Linked DNA regions of Zea mays: region 1 is linked to region 2. A link is a contact called in public Hi-C data. All regions are on one chromosome and are shown on one strand. Each heading gives the region's core, a stretch centred on a gene start, on an enhancer-like site or on the middle of the called end of the contact. The rest is flanking DNA. Distances are from core to core; before and after follow the strand shown.

The links. Hi-C and Micro-C count contacts between places; a contact is called where the count stands out from the background.
Region 1: a contact with region 2 is called in a Hi-C map of leaf, with 4 times the contacts expected there. The contact joins the promoter of LOC103642120 here to the promoter of LOC103642116 in region 2. A contact is called at or near these places in 2 of 25 Hi-C or Micro-C datasets (leaf and tassel).

The regions. Positions count from the first base shown.
Region 1 is chr10:147,335,958-147,343,708 of Zm-B73-REFERENCE-NAM-5.0, forward strand. It overlaps LOC103642120 (protein TSS), which reads left to right and starts at 2,225. Exons shown (of 23, transcript XM_008665434.3): 1 at 2,225-2,641; 2 at 3,328-3,389; 3 at 3,543-3,635; 4 at 3,748-3,820; 5 at 6,860-7,144; 6 at 7,248-7,306; 7 at 7,492-7,623; 8 at 7,735-7,751. The coding sequence starts at 2,563.
Region 2 is chr10:147,185,850-147,193,565 of Zm-B73-REFERENCE-NAM-5.0, forward strand. It overlaps LOC103642116, which reads left to right and starts at 5,326. Exons shown (of 2, transcript XM_008665430.3): 1 at 5,326-5,558; 2 at 5,708-6,305. The coding sequence starts at 5,481. The coding sequence ends at 5,935. LOC103642115 reads left to right here and starts at 2,111. Exons shown (of 5, transcript XM_008665428.3): 1 at 2,111-2,393; 2 at 2,528-2,574; 3 at 2,727-2,826; 4 at 3,547-3,608; 5 at 4,132-4,740. The coding sequence starts at 2,321. The coding sequence ends at 4,365.

The DNA.
Region 1 (7,751 bases), core at 975-3,474, 150 kb after region 2:
AAGGACTAAGAGTATAATATAATTGACTGGATTACACAAGAATATGACGATGGGTACAAAAAATGTACTGAAGTTAAATATGATAAATATCTCAAGTGCCTTAGCATTCCATTTTTATCTTAGCATTCCACGACGATTTCAACGAACAAAAAAACAAATGGCGCTCTTTGTACAGTGGCCGGACGCAGAACAAAATTCTAGGTGGGGCCGACAGTACATGAGACAAATTATCAGACTAGACCATAAATGTAGATTAATAATAATAACATGAATGCTAAATAATAATATCTGGTATTTCCAAAAATGATATGAATACAAAAAAACTTGTTGGCTACCTAAAGTAGAGCTAGAGAGAGAAAATAGGTGGACTGACTAAGGACGAGGCACTAGGGCGAAGCAGCCGCATCGACGCGTCATTCTGGAGAGTCATCAAATTTGTCGTGAGATGACATTGGTGAGACAACGATAGGTGGGAGGAGCGAGTGCAGTAGGCGAGGCAGCGATAGATGACGGTGACACCAAGCGACAGCCATTGTCGTGTTGCGACGGCGCGGAGAGATCCTAATGAGTTAGCGAGAGACAGGTGACACCACGATCCCACCAACAGCTTGCTCATCTGCTGATGCGGACTATAGGAGGCAAAACTTAATGGTCAGTCGATGACCGAAGAATCGAGTGAGCTTGCGTTAGGGAAGAGAATCAAATGGCTCAGGTGAAGAGTGGACTGAGCAGTGAAATGTCGAAAGAAAAATAGATCAAAATATAGTTTTTATTAGATTTGTCCAAGTTAAATATACAAAAGTTTCTTTATTTTGTTGTGTACCTAGACCTAGGTATAAGGGGTTAAAAAATTTGAGGTGGAGCCATGGCCCACCTTGCCCACCCCTTGCATCCGCCCTTGCTCTTGTATATATGACGACGGGTAAAAAAAGGATATACAATTATATCTCCGGCTTCTTGATGTAAGATAGCATGAAGATGTTTCGAAGATTGAACCTATGTGAAGTTGTTGCACCCAGCTAAAGGTGTTTTTATATATGGTATTGTTCATCTATTTATATGGCAAAAGTACAACTTCACATGAAATTAAAAATATGTCCACAAAACTTGTACATATGGTTTACAAAAATAACACAATGGTGGTATTGTCTCCTATCTTTATCGTCTTGGCTAAAGAATCTTGTGAATACATTCTTCCGGCCTTATTTGTCTTCTGCCTTCGTCCGCCGTATAGTTATGACGAAGCCAATGCCTTCGTTTTTTTCTTGGCTTATTTCGAAGGTGACTGATAACGAAGCACATGCACATGTGCGATGCATAGAGAAACAATGATTATTAGCGTTTTTTAGGATCTTCGAAATACGAAGGCTCTCAACAGTAGCGCCTTACAGTATTAGTTTGTTTCCTTGTAACAGACTCAGACTGATGTGGCCCAGGCCCCACTTGTAAGCCCTTTGAGGGGTAGTCTTTGAGGGTATGTTTAGATCATTGTACCTTGCCGCGCTGTAATGATCCGGTTTTGGCGAATATTTTTGTAATGTAGCAGATAACCGGGTTATAATGGTACTTGGAACCACATATCCCATCCAGTTAACTATAAGTAGCCTCGTTCTGTATATCAATGAGACATGCATAACAAGACGATAATTTTTACTAGAGTTTACTGCCACGGAAGAAAAACTAAAATCCAATCTAGGGTATAAAGTGCCAAAGTAGCCTTAAAACGGCCCCAGCGGCCTGGCCTGGCCCGCTGGCCGTGCGTGCACGCACCAGGCTCGCGACAGCCACCGGCCCCTCGAGGCCGTGTCGCGTACCGTACCGTCTCCTCCTCGCCGCCACACAAACACACAGGACACAGCTGTGGCGCTGTGCCTGTGCCTGTGCCTGGCTCCCTGCCCGGCGTGCCCGCCCCGCTTGAATTTGTCCTGGCCGTCCGTCGAGTTGCACGGCCCCCCGGCCACGTTTACGTGCACGAGTCGGCCGCGGAGCGAGAGCTGTCGTCAAGTACAGGACAACTGGTACGTGTTCGTCGCGAGCGGAGCAACCCCCAGGCCCGGTGCTCGCACGCCTGGACGCGGACGTGACATTGTCGCGCTCACGTCTCCTGCCTCTTTCCTTTCCGTCTCCGTTTCCGCTGCTGCTACCCAGCGTTTTGTAATTGTACGCACACGCTGGTTGCGATGCGATGCGAGCACCCCTCCCCCGTCGCGGTGGCTGGCAACGTGGGGCCTCGCATCGGACGCTACCGGCGCGGCGGAACGAGAGGCCAGGATGGCGCTGGAATCCGTGGGTCTGATGAGATGAGATCCCACGCAGGCCAGCCTCACATCCTATATCCTCTCCAGTCTCCACCCTCGCGGCGCGCCCCCTCAAGTTCTCATTCCTTCTCCTCGCTCGCTCGCCTCCTCCTCTCCTCTCCTCTCCTCTGCGGTGGGAACTGCGGCGGCGGCTTAAACCCTCGCGCCGGCGGCTTCCGGCGCTCCATCAGCGCCGCGCTCGAAGGCCGCCCGTCGCTGGTCGAGCGCGCGAGGCAGCAGGCACCGGCTAGGCAGGCAGCCAATAATGGCCCCCAAGGCCGGGCGTGGCAAGGGCAGGGGCGGCGGCGGCAGAGGCGGCGACAGGAGGAAGAAGGAAGAGAAAGGTACGGGCGTTGTTCTGCGCACCACCTACGCAACCTACTACCTCCTCAGTCTCCACCTCCTTTCTCGTTGTATGCACGCACGTACGTACGTGCATGGTGAAGACTGAAGAACCCTTGTTGTTCTGCTTGACACCATGGATGGATGGACGGACACGACAGACACTGTGTTGCCGATCGCAGTAGCACTTGCATGATTGTAGTTTTGGCTGCTTTTAATTAGCATGTGAATGGAAAGGGGAAAAAAGAAAAGAAGAAGGTTCTTCGTTTCTTTATACACGCTGCCTTCCTCCCTAGCTACTACCGATCACTGCAAGCAGCGGATTTCGTCCGTCTCTGATGAAGGATCCTGTCTCTTTCCCCTTGGAGCGAGCCTGGCTGGCGTTGTTGCCACCCAATCCATGGTTATTACTACTCCTTGTCCTTGGCCGCTCCTTCACGAGCGCCCCCCGTTCATTCCCGTGTTCAGAATTCAGTTAGGAGGTAGATGCAGAAGGGTAGCAGTATTAAGCAGCTAGTACTACTACCGGCAGTCTGGTTGGGTCATGCGGTTTGCAAGGGCGGAGTGAATTGCGCTGCCGTACCTGGTTTCAGGGACTGGGAGAAGCTGTACGTTTCGCTCACCTATAGAACACTGGTTGATAGTTGATACTGAGAACTTTGGTTTGCTTCTTGTCCTTTGCATGCAGTGGTGCCCAGCGTGGTGGACGTCACGGTCGTCACCCCCTACGAATCCCAGGTGACACTCAAGGTATGTGTTGTGTTGTGCGCCATCACCGTATCATCAGTTGCATTCCTTCCTAATCCTTCTTCTCCCACACTTGATTGAGCGCGTTAACGCTAGCTGATTGATCAGAGAGACGAGTGACTGTGCTGTGCTGCTGCGCACTGATTGATTGTGCAGGGGATATCGACGGACCGTGTGCTGGACGTGCGGAGGCTGCTGGGGTCGAACGTGGAAACGTGCCACCTGACAAACTATTCACTCTCCCATGTGGTAATAATGCTCGCCTCTCGCACTCTCGTTCCCTCAACTGCCTACAGTACTAGCAGCAGGCACGGCTAATTCTCTGGCTGCGCGGTATGGTCGTGTTGCAATTGCATTGCAGGCGCGCGGGCACCGGCTGGAGGACGGCGTGGAGGTCGTGGCGCTCAAGCCCTGCGCTCTCCGGATCGTCGAAGGTGAGTGGGTGTGGGTGGGTGGTGGTGAATTGGTAGCACAATCGAGTTGGGTATCGTAGAGCCAGGTCCCTCCCACCCAGTACACGAGAGGACGTACGTACCTGGCTGCCGTCGTCCAGGCAAGTACACGTACAGCGCGCCCTCTGTTGGTCTGTTACTCTGTTATGCTGCGTTCGTAGTACAGTACAGTACAGGCCACGCAAGGCAGTTGGCCCCAGTAGTGGTACAGCGGTAGCACGTTCGACCGCGTAATGGTAGAACATGGTTTGCTACCGGCCGATCAGAGCAGATGGCCCACCACCACCGTACGTACCCTATGCACGGCGCCATTGATCGCCCGGAGGCCGGAGGGAGGGACTAGGGAGGGTGGGAGGCGGATGCGACGCGCATGGCGTTCCAAACCCAGCGCCAGCGGTCCACGGCTCCATCGCGGCGTTGGGTGCGTCGTGTGCGTGTGCGAGGCTGCGAGCGGTCGCTCTCAGTGGTCACTTGGACGGACGGCTCTCGCGCGCGCGATCACCCCCATCTCTTCCCGTCAGTCAGTCAAAGGTGCGCAGCGACACAGCTCGCTGCTCGGTGCGGCCGGTCGGCGGTTCCGTTCCGGGCTCTCTATCCAGGCAGCAGCTCCAGTACGTGCCCCTGACGTCTGCCTGCCTGCCTCTCTCGTGCACTGGGCTGGCGGCTCCGAACAGGAGAACAAGTTCTCCGCCGCCGCCCTGTATGTACTGCTGTTGTCGCGGCTGTGGCTCCCGGGGGGCCGAATGGCAGTGCGGTCCGCGGATGGTGAGAACTGACAACAGGACGTACGGCGGCGCGCGAGAATTTCCACGCAACGTGTCGCTCCATGTGTCTGGGAAAAAAAAAATCCGAGCTGGGACGTGGCAGGCAAGACTCGCAGGCCTGAGGCTCCTCCTGGCCCTAGTCGTCGTCGCCATATGCTTCTGACGGGGTTTTTCTTTACTCGTAGTCGTTGCACCATTTCTTGTGTGAGGGGAGAATTAGGAACAGGGTTTTCACAGATCCGCATTGTTATCAACGTTTTGGTGTTGAAAACGCCGCAGCCACAACCAGGCCCGTAGGTAAAGCTGGTTGCTGACTTGTTGTGTGTCTGTGTCTTGAGTCTGACCGAGACGTCGTCGTCACGCACTCACCAACAGATAGATACTACTGCTACTTCTGTTTTTATAATCCAAGCAGCGCACCGGCGTGCGGCCGGTGTCGCGCCAATTGCCAAGTAGCAACATTTTGGACGCGCTGTACCTGGCCTGTACGACTGTACGTAAGGGCGTTCCACTGGCCTCAGTTCCCTCACTGACACCAAGCGAAATCCACCTTTGGAAGCTCCTCCACTTAACCGGTGTTGTCTTTTTTGACTGACAAGGCTTTACATAGTACGCTCACCGATGTGTCCCGTCCAAAGAATTCCTTGCATGGGCTGGGCAAGATAGATAGCAGTGGGCGCGAGGTCTGTACATGGAATATGGAAACGGGACCCCTGTCCCTGTCCCTGTCCCTGTCCGGCCACGACGATTTCAACGAACAAAAAACAAACGGCGCTCTTGTATATATGGTACGCTGAGTGCAAGTAGCAGTTGTTTTTGCTCAACCGGGAAGTACTACGGGACAAAGCGACGCTCTCTTGGAATCTGCGGTGGGAGCTTCGGTTAGCTCTACGGGTATTTTTAGATGATCGTCACACAGGCTGCAGTGACGTTACTATATACGTATATTACTACACCTGCTGATGATGCACACCACCTGTCCATGTCACGCTAATGATGCCTGCCATTCCTAACTTAGGCCATATTTGGTTTCAATTAGTCCTAGGACTAAACTTTAGTCCTAGGACTAAACTTTAGTCCCTACATGTTTGGTTCTAGGGACTAAACATATTCTAAAGTTATTAAATACAATGTCCAAAGACTCAAATGCCCTTAGAATATACTCATAATATTAGTTATCCATACAAAAAGGTAAGGGCAATATGATAATTATGGGCTTTTAGTCTCTTTTAGCACCTATGTGAAAGACTAAGGCCATGTTTGGTTTGTTTAGTCTAGGGACTAAAGTTTAGTTAGGGGACTAAAGTTTAGTCCCTAACATGTTTGGTTTTAGGGACTAGAATTAGTAAGAATATACTAAATGACTCATAATAAGGCCATGTTTGGTTTCAATTAGTCCTAGGACTAAACTTTAGTCCTAGGACTAAACTTTAGTCCCTACATGTTTGGTTCTAGGGACTAAACATATTCTAAAATCATTAAATACATTGTACAAAGACTCAAATGTCCTTAGAATATACTCATAATTAGTTATCCATACAAAAAGGTAAGAGCAACATGATAATTATGGGCTTTTAGTCTCTTTTAGCACCTATGTGAAGGACTAAAGACTAAATCATTTTAGTCCTAGTGTTTGGCAAAAAAGGGACTAAAAACTAGAGACTAATCTTTAGTCCCTCTAACCAAACACCCCCTAAGACTAAAATGGCCTTTAACATTCTCCTGCTATTAGTACAATTGAATTAAACGAGGGACAAATATGGAATTAATATGGTTTAGTCCCTTTTAGCCACATCTTAAGGACTAGGGACTAAACCAGTTTAGTCCCTATTTTAGTCCTACCGTTTGGCAATTTATGAACTTAATGAGACTAAACTTTAGTCCCTCAAACCAAACATGGCCTTATATATTTGAATCTGACTCGACCGGGGACGCCGTTAATTTTGGACACCTAAATTTCTCGACACAACATTGGCATCCTTCAAATTTGATTATCAAACGTAGTTTACCCATTATTATAAAACCATGATTTATGCACAGTTTTTTTCTTTCTGATTTAAGTTGTCTGAAATAACTTGTACCGTTCTACGGAGTATAGATGTGCTAACGAAACGATCATCCTTTCCCGACAAGAAGAAAAATGAAAATTTTTAAACCGAGGTTTGGGTCCCGAGTAAGGGCCCAAACAACCACAGCATTTGCACAGCCATCCAACTGGGCCTGTCGGTTCTAACTGAGCCCAACGGCTTGTCTGCAGAGGAGTACGCGACGGCGGAGCAGGCGGAGGCGCACGTGCGCCGCCTGCTGGACATCCTCGCCTGCACCACCGCGTTCGCCAAGCCCCGGGACGGCGCCGCCAAGCACAGGCCGTCCAAGCACGGCCGTCCCGCGTCGCCCGGGGCCCATGGCGCCGTCAGCGGCGAGGCCGCCGCGCCGCCGCCGATATCGGAGGCGCACGACATGGCCGCCATCCGGCCGCCGCCGAAGCTGGGGGAGTTCTACGACTTCCTCTCCTTCGCGCATCTCACCCCGCCCGTCCACCGTGAGCATCCTCACCACGCCGAGGAACCATCATCCCGTTTCGTGTTTGGTGGCATGTGCTCTCTTGATCTGACGCGAGGTGCGTGCGTGCGTCGTTTCTGCAGTTATCAGGAGGAAGGAGGCGAGCGGCGCTTCTCGGGAAGGCGTCTACTTCGAAATCGAGGTGAGTTCTCACTTCTCAGGCACACATTTGAATGCACTCGCAAAATTGTGAGTTCGTTCGCATTGGTGTAGTGGCTAATCCAATTTGATTTGCGCTTTAGTGTTAAATCACAACCGTGCAATAGCCAATCTACTAGGCGTGTAGGTATGAGCATACGCCTAATGAAGGAGTTCATCTGTGCCCAGGTGAAGGTTTGCAACGGGAAGCTTCTGCACGTAGTTGCTTCACGAAAGGGTTTCTACTTGGCAGGGAAGCCACAAAACGTAAGCCACTCCCTGGTGGACCTGCTGCAACAGCTCAGCAACGCGTTTGCTAACGTGAGGAAATCTTAAATCTTCATTATCGTTTGTGCTTAGATCTCTTTACTTCGATGTTTTTATCTGTCCTGGTGAAATATATGACTGCCAGTTACCGTGCATTTTCCACAGGCATATGAGGCGTTGAT
Region 2 (7,716 bases), core at 4,076-6,575:
CGCATCCACATCCACACCTCTGTCCTTATTACCTGTCGCTACGTGCCTGTAAAATCTCTTTCTTAAACTAAAAAATAACTAGGTTTATAAATAACATCTTTAGATAATTATAAAACTAGATAAAGACTAAAAGACGACCTGAATTTATTAAACCTAATTAATTACATAATTCATAGTTGATATTCAAATATTTGATGAGACACAAACTAATAACACTCCGAAACTTACATGCACTGCTGGGAGACAAGGGGACAGGATTCTTGTTCGCTACAAAAAGTCACGGTACGGGCCGGTACAGTTCAGGGCCGGAGAATCATATTTGACCTTCTCAAAAGAATCGTGTGCCAGACCTTTCCGGCCAGTCACCGGAGGATCTTGTGAGGATCTAATGCCCCGCATTATTATATATTCTAGTGGTTTCCATCCTGGTGTGCATGTGCTGCTGTTAGAGCATGGCTTATAATAGAGCCTGCTGAAGGCTTTATACCACTGTCATGTTATATAGAGCCAGACACACAGCCAATTCATATAATGGGTTGGCTTTATGATAGGCTGGATGCACTCAACCGAAGCATTCAATGCTTCCATATATACATCATCTGCTATGCACATCTTTTCGTTGTGGGCCGGCACATCTTCTCATTGTGGGCTGCAAGCGGTCTTTTTTCCCTCGAGGACGACGCTGCGGACGGGCTGCGAAACAAGAGCCCGTTTCTTTCTGTTTCTTGGTTTCTCACCCCTCCACGTAAGAATCTGATGACGTGGAACACCTTACAGCCTGCTGAGGTGTACTTATAATACTTGCTCTTAAGGTACGGTACGGTAGGGTGCTTAGCTTAGCTAGGAGTATTTGTTAATGGATTTATTAGGCCAGACAGTAATATACTATACAATTAATTTGACCATGCATGTCATCCGTGCCCAAGAGACGGGGCGCGATGTGTCGGCCGGTCCGAAGGAGAGCCGCGCGCGAGATATCAGGTGGTAGTGGTACATTGGCATGTTTGCTGTATGAGCGGCATTGACTCGGTTGGAACTCGGGAGCTCCCTCTCTGCCTTGGGAACGAAATTTAATTGTTCAAACTAACGTACACTTCCCTTGGCGTTCTTTTTCGTTGGGCACATGCGCATCGTGTCGTGCGCACACGTACGAGATACTACCACAACTACTAGCTAGTACTATGTCGTTATTTAAAATGTATTTTTCTTTCTTTTGTTCTTGCTAGCTAGTGCCTAGTATGGTCTTCTATATTGTATCAATGAAATATTTTACTGCAGGATAGGAACTTACGGTCAAAGATCAATTTTTTTGAACCCGTCAAAACTATTGTCTGCTAAAAACAAGAGTACAAGTACTGCTCCTAGTAGGAAGTAAACTAGGCGGATATGGTGTACGTAACGTAACTCGTCTGATTTAACAAACAAAAACAGTCGTGGTAACTAGTTTGCATAGTGGTTGTTCGAGCGTAAGTGCACGGTTTGCAAATGTCACCAGCAGCCAGCTGCAATCTCTATCAGAGTTAACTAAGAAACTGTTCAGTCTGAAACGAGCTTGCATCAGAGAGCGCAGGGCTGAAGTCAACCTTACCTTCCTCAAGACAGCTGCAATTTGTATTCGTAAATAGACAAGAAAGAAAAAAAAAGTTCCAGTCACCTGCTTCCGGATTACCTGTGCTAACACATCTGAATCCAACTGTACTTTCAAGCAGCAGGGACCATCATCTGACCTCGTCTTCTGCTAAAGAAAGATTCAGGAATCAGAAGCTAGACCAGGGGAGTTTGGGCTTCTGTGCAGTAGTCACAGGTACATCAAAGCTGCAAAGACTCAGCTCCTGCAGTTGAGTTTGTAGCTGCAATCAGTGGCAACCAACCTGGGCAGTGCTCCATGGTAGGAGTAGTTTTATACATGACATGCATCACGACAAGCAGAGTGAGTTGTATAAAAACTAACGAAACAAGCGCCGAGTTTTGGATCGGAGGGGACATATCCTTCTTTAAAAAGTGTGATAGGCGCCCAACCAAAACTCACAATATACCGCCACGCTACATCGCTGGATTTTAAGAGTTGTCCACGCTCCAGCCTTCCTACTTCCTAGATTGTTTTTTTAAGCTGCCCTTAATTAGGGAGAGTTTGACATGTCAGTGCTCCACCACTGCCAGTGTGTCAGTGCCTGTATATAAATACAGGCGACTGAGGTCACTTGGCCTCAGCCTGCTTGCCGCTTTGCTTCCTCCCATTCCATACTCCTGCTCGATCCAGCTACTTCACATTAGGCAGGAGGACAATACTTTAAAAAAAAACACATTCAGCAGGAGATCGATGAAGATGAGGGCTCCTGCCGTGGCCTTTGCTGCTCTTCTCATGCTGCTGGTGGTGGCTACAAGAGCACATGGTATGCTTGCTAAGGGCATAGCCATCTCCTCCACCACTACTAGTGCTCCTTGTTAGGTGTATCAGTATGTGTATCCGTCCTGGGACTGATCTGACCATGTATATTCCTCCCTGTTTCATTCTCCGATCGAGCAGGAATCAGGCTGGACAGGCAGTTACATGATGCAATCAACAGCAGCAAGGTCAGTACAGTATATATATAACGAGCTATACGACTGTGATCCAATCCAACAAGAAGCGCTTCTACGATCCCTACACAGCGTGGAATCAAACCAGATTTCAGTCTTGCTTATTATTCTAGTCTGCTGTCTTCTCTCCGCGTGCCAATGAGCAGGAGATGGCCGATCCCAGGAGGACCGGCGATGCCGAAGCGTCGTCCATTGCTGCTGGCGACTCGGTGAAGGAGCACTGCACTCGCGACGGGCGTTGCTCAGGTACGACGAAGCAGATGACGACCCCCGGCTTAGTCCTGTCGTTGTTACCAGTGATAGCGAGGTGATGGTCATTGGTCAGTGCGCACGCGGCGCCGAGGTTCCATGACCATGAGGATTACTATATATGGGCCGAGTGGACATGAGTGAGGCTAATCATGCACCACTGGATCATCGTCGAGCTGTCCGAGCAAACCATTTCTCGTCAGCCTCTACCCTTTTTCTTCATCCGATCAATTAGCTTTGGCTACCCGTAGCTGTTGTTCTCCGTGTCTCTCTCTGTCTTCATGCTTAGCATTGTTCTGTTCCGCACCGTGTCACAATATCTCTGTTATAGTTGTAGTCTAGTCGATTTAAGCACATTTTAGCTCTGCACACAGCTTCGGTCTTTCCTGCTCCAACTGCTTTTTCTCCATGTTCTCTATGTGGATGCATGCATTTGTTCGCGTGCGAGCGAGACTAGTATGTTTTATGTAACGGTACCACTGGCACTGTACCAGCATAGAGGTCGGCACTGCCAAGACGTAGAAGAAAAAAAAAATCAGCGTGTCAGTGGTCGGCAACGGTTTGGTGGTCCCGTGTGCATTAGTCAGTTGCATCAAGTTGGGATACGCTAGGGAAGCTTTTCTTTTTTTTTGTTTTACGTTAGCTTCGCATCAGTACAGTACAGGTACATCGACTTTTTAATCTAACAGGTGGTTTATTTGATGCCTTTTGATGCAGGAACGAAGGCGGAAAAGGCACTGGCGCACGCTGAAGCAGCAGCGGAAGCGAAGCAGCAGCAGGTCAGTGTGCGTTTTCGGGGTAGCTAGGTTTAGGGGGCGTTTGGTTGGAGGGACTAAAGATTAGTCTCTAATTTTTAGTCTCATTTAGTCCCTTTTTTACCAAACACTAAGACTAAAATATGGACTAAAATGATTTAGTTTTTAGTCCTTCACATAGGTGCTAAAAGAGACTAAAAACCCATAATTATCATGTTGCTCTTACCTTTTTTATAGATAACTAATATTATGAGTATATTCTAAGGGTATTTGAGTTTTTGACAATGTATTTAATGACTTTAGAATCTATTTAGTCTCTAGAACCAAATATGTAGGGACTAAAGTTTAACCCTAAGACTAAAGTTTAGTCCTAGGACTAATTGAAACCAAACATGGACTTAGTTTCAGCCGCCGCCGCCGCCGCCATCTGAACATTCTCAGAGTGTGTCACTCGTGCATGGCAACTTCCACGCGTGTTTATTACTCTACACTGGAGCTACCAACTTAATTACTTCTTGGGTATCAATGTACTTATATATATGCGCAGGGCGACTCGACGGGAAACGATCACCGCGGCACAACGGTGGGCGGCGAGGCCGCCACGCAGCAAGGGCGGCGTCACGAAGAGGAGGCGGCGGCGGCGCCCACGGATTCTTATTCGTCTTCTTCCCCGGAGGCGCCGGGCGTGGCGGCCCGGCAGCGGCAGACGTACCCGGACATCATGGACATCGCCGGCATGGACTACTCGCCCGCCGCGCGAAAGCCTCCCATCCACAACTGAAGGCCGGCCGGGCTTGGTGGTGGCGCACGTGAGTGGTGCACGCAGCACAAGTACTAGCTAGAGCTAGAGCTAGTAGCTAGCTCTATACAGGCCTATGAAGCTGGTGGTGCTTGCGATCGACTGGACTGGCCTATTAGCTTTCCTTGTTTGTTTGTTCATTAGGTTAGTTGCTATTAGCTAGCTGTCGTAGTAGCAGGTAGCTAGCGAGCGAGTGCTCGACCCGGTCAGTCCTGCTAGCTGATCCTGAATAGAATAGCGCGCGCGTACAGTCATCTATAGCTAGTGACCCATCGATACCGGACAGCATCGATCGCAGGATTTTGTGACGACTTCTATATACTGGTAGTACAAAAGCTTCCCTTGGCGTGTTTTCCATCTCCGTCCAGTGTCCCCCGCGCGCCCCGCGGACCGACGCAACTGCAGTAACATGCCGTCCTGCCTCTGATCACTGCTGCTTCCACTTTGGTTCTTTTATTTGTTTGCTAGCTTTTGTAGTGATCCGCTCCGCTCATTACTTCGTCGGAAGTAGCCAGAGCCTCAGATCAGACCAGGGGATGACCGGGTTGGTGAGGCTGCCGGCCGGCGATCGACAGGGAATGATCTGCCACATGCGGCTGTGTGTGCGCGCGCTCGGCTCGAGTAATTAGGCGGCCCCCGTACGTCCCCGGCCGTATAATACGAACTGGGATGGCACGTAGCTGTCGCGCGCCCGCCGAGCCGCGGCCCACTCCTGCGATGGCGACGCGGTCGGCGCGGGGGCCGGCAGCCCGGGCGGGACAGCGAGGCGGATAGTACTCCCTCCATTTCTTTTTATTTGTCGCTGGATAGTGTAATTTTGCACTATCCAGCGACAAATAAAAAGAAACGGAGGGAGTATGTTTTATGTAACGGTACCACTGGCACTATACCAGCATAGAGGTCGGCACTGCCAAGACGTAGAAGAAAAAAAAATCAGCGTGTCAGTGGTCGGCAACGGTTTGGTGGTCCCGTGTGCATTAGTCAGTTGCATCAAGTTGGGATACGCTAGGGAAGCTTTTCTTTTTTTGTTTTACCTTAGCTTCGCATCAGTACAGTACAGGTACATCGACTTTTTAATCTAACAGGTGGTTTATTTGATGCCTTTTGATGCAGGAACGAAGGCGGAAAAGGCACTGGCGCACGCTGAAGCAGCAGCGGAAGCGAAGCAGCAGCAGGTCAGTGTGCGTTTTCAGCCGCCGCCATCTGAACATTCTCAGAGTGTGTCACTCGTGCATGGCAACTTCCACGCGTGTTTATTACTCTACACTGGAGCTACCAACTTAGTAATTACTTCTTGGGTATCGATGTACTTATATATGCGCAGGGCGACTCGACGGGAAACGATCACCGCGGCACAACGGTGGGCGGCGAGGCCGCCACGCAGCAAGTGCGGCGTCACGAAGCGGAGGCGGCGCCCGCGGCTTCTTATTCTTCTTCTTCCCCGGCGGCGCCGGGCGTGGCGGCCCGGCAGCGGCAGACGTACCCGGACATCATGGACATCGCCGGCATGGACTACTCGCCCGCCGCGCGAAAGCCTCCCATCCACAACTGAAGGCCGGCCGGGCTTGGTGGTGGCGCACGTGAGTGGTGCACGCAGCACAAGTACGTACTAGCTGAGCTAGAGCTAGCTAGTAGCTAGGTCTACACAGGCCTATGAAGCTGGTGGTGCAGTGGTGCCTGCGATCGACTGGCCTATTAGCTTTCCTTGTTTGTTTGTTCATTAGGTTAGTTGCTATATATTAGCCGTCGTAGTAGCTAGCGAGCGAGTGCTCGACCCGGTCAGTCCTGCTCTAGCTGATCCTGAGTAGAATATCGCGCGCGTACAGTCATCTATAGCTAGTGACCCATCGATACCGGACAGCATCGATCGCAGGATTTTGTGACGACTTCTATATACTGGTACAAAAGCTTCGTTCCATCTCCGTCCAGTGTCCCCCGCGCGCCCCGCGGACCGACGCAATTGCAGTAACATGCCTGCCTCTCGCTACTGCTTCCAGTTTGCTTCTTTTATTTGTTTGCTAGCTTTTGTAGTGATCCGCTCCGCTCATTACTTTGTCATTAGTAGCCAACAAAGCTTCCGATCAGACCAGGGGATGACGGGTTGGTGAGGCTGCCGGCCGGCGATCGACAGGGGATGATCTGCCACATGCGGCTGTGTGTGCGCGCGCTCGAGTAATTAGGCGGCCCCCGTACGTCCCCGGCCGTATAATACGTGCGTTGCGTTTGCTAGGTTATTAGTTGTGGGACACCACCGTGCGGGCGGACGAACTGGGATGGCACGTTGCTGTCGCGCGCCCGCCGAGCCGCGGCCCACTCCTGCGATGGCGACGCGGTCGGCGCGGGGGCCGGCAGCCCGGGCGGGACAGCGAGGCGGACCGTCCGGAGGCGCCGCGTGCCGTGCGGTGCGGTGCCCACACAGGGAACTCGTTGCTCGCGCGCGCCACCATTACGTTACCTGACGGCACGGCGTTGCTAACCTACCTGCCTGTCGACCGTCATCCTCGCGTACGCTACACCACCGGCCACCGCGCAAGGCCGGTCCCGTAGGGGTTAAAAATACTGGTATAGTGTACGGGCCACGGCTCGCACGCTGACTTGCACAGAGCGTGATGATGATGCTGGCCGACGCCTGTACTGTACTGTACGTACGAGAGTTGGGATGCTGCGTCACCGCTGTTAAACGGTCAGAGGTTATTACTGGCCGATACAGCTTGTCGATCGGGTCTTCAGTCCATCTTGACTCCCCTCTGGGGGCACATGTATGAATGCATTTATGCCTTGGGACGTGTATCTACAGTAGTCACCAGACCAGGTGCAGTCAATGCATGCATGCATGGCAGGGTGGTGGAAGCACCGGCCGGACGGAGCGCGCGCGTATAAATTGCCTTCGATTCAGCTCTGACCGGGGAGGGGGCGGACCGGCGGAGGCCTTTGTTTATAGGCTCCACGCTGGCAACCACCTGAAGATGTTGATGATTGCCCTGCCCTGCCCTGCCCCGACTGCGCCTTTCTGATGGATCGCAGGCGAAGCGCGCGCTCGCTCGCGACTCGCGAGCAAGGGACAAGTCGCAGCGCCGGGCATACGCGGAACAATAAGGATGGATAGGTTTTCTTCCGTGCGCGCCCATCCATCAGAGAACCTCATGTTGTCTTTTTAACGTACTCCGTATAAAATACTCCGGGAAACAAAACTGCCCCCGTGAATATAGTAGAGTATTATATTATGCTGGATTGCTGCGGGGCCGGGGGAGCACAGAACCTCGGAGTTGGTGAGTATGTTATATTTTCCATTTTTCCAGTACCACAAATATTCCATCGTCTCAAACAGAGTGG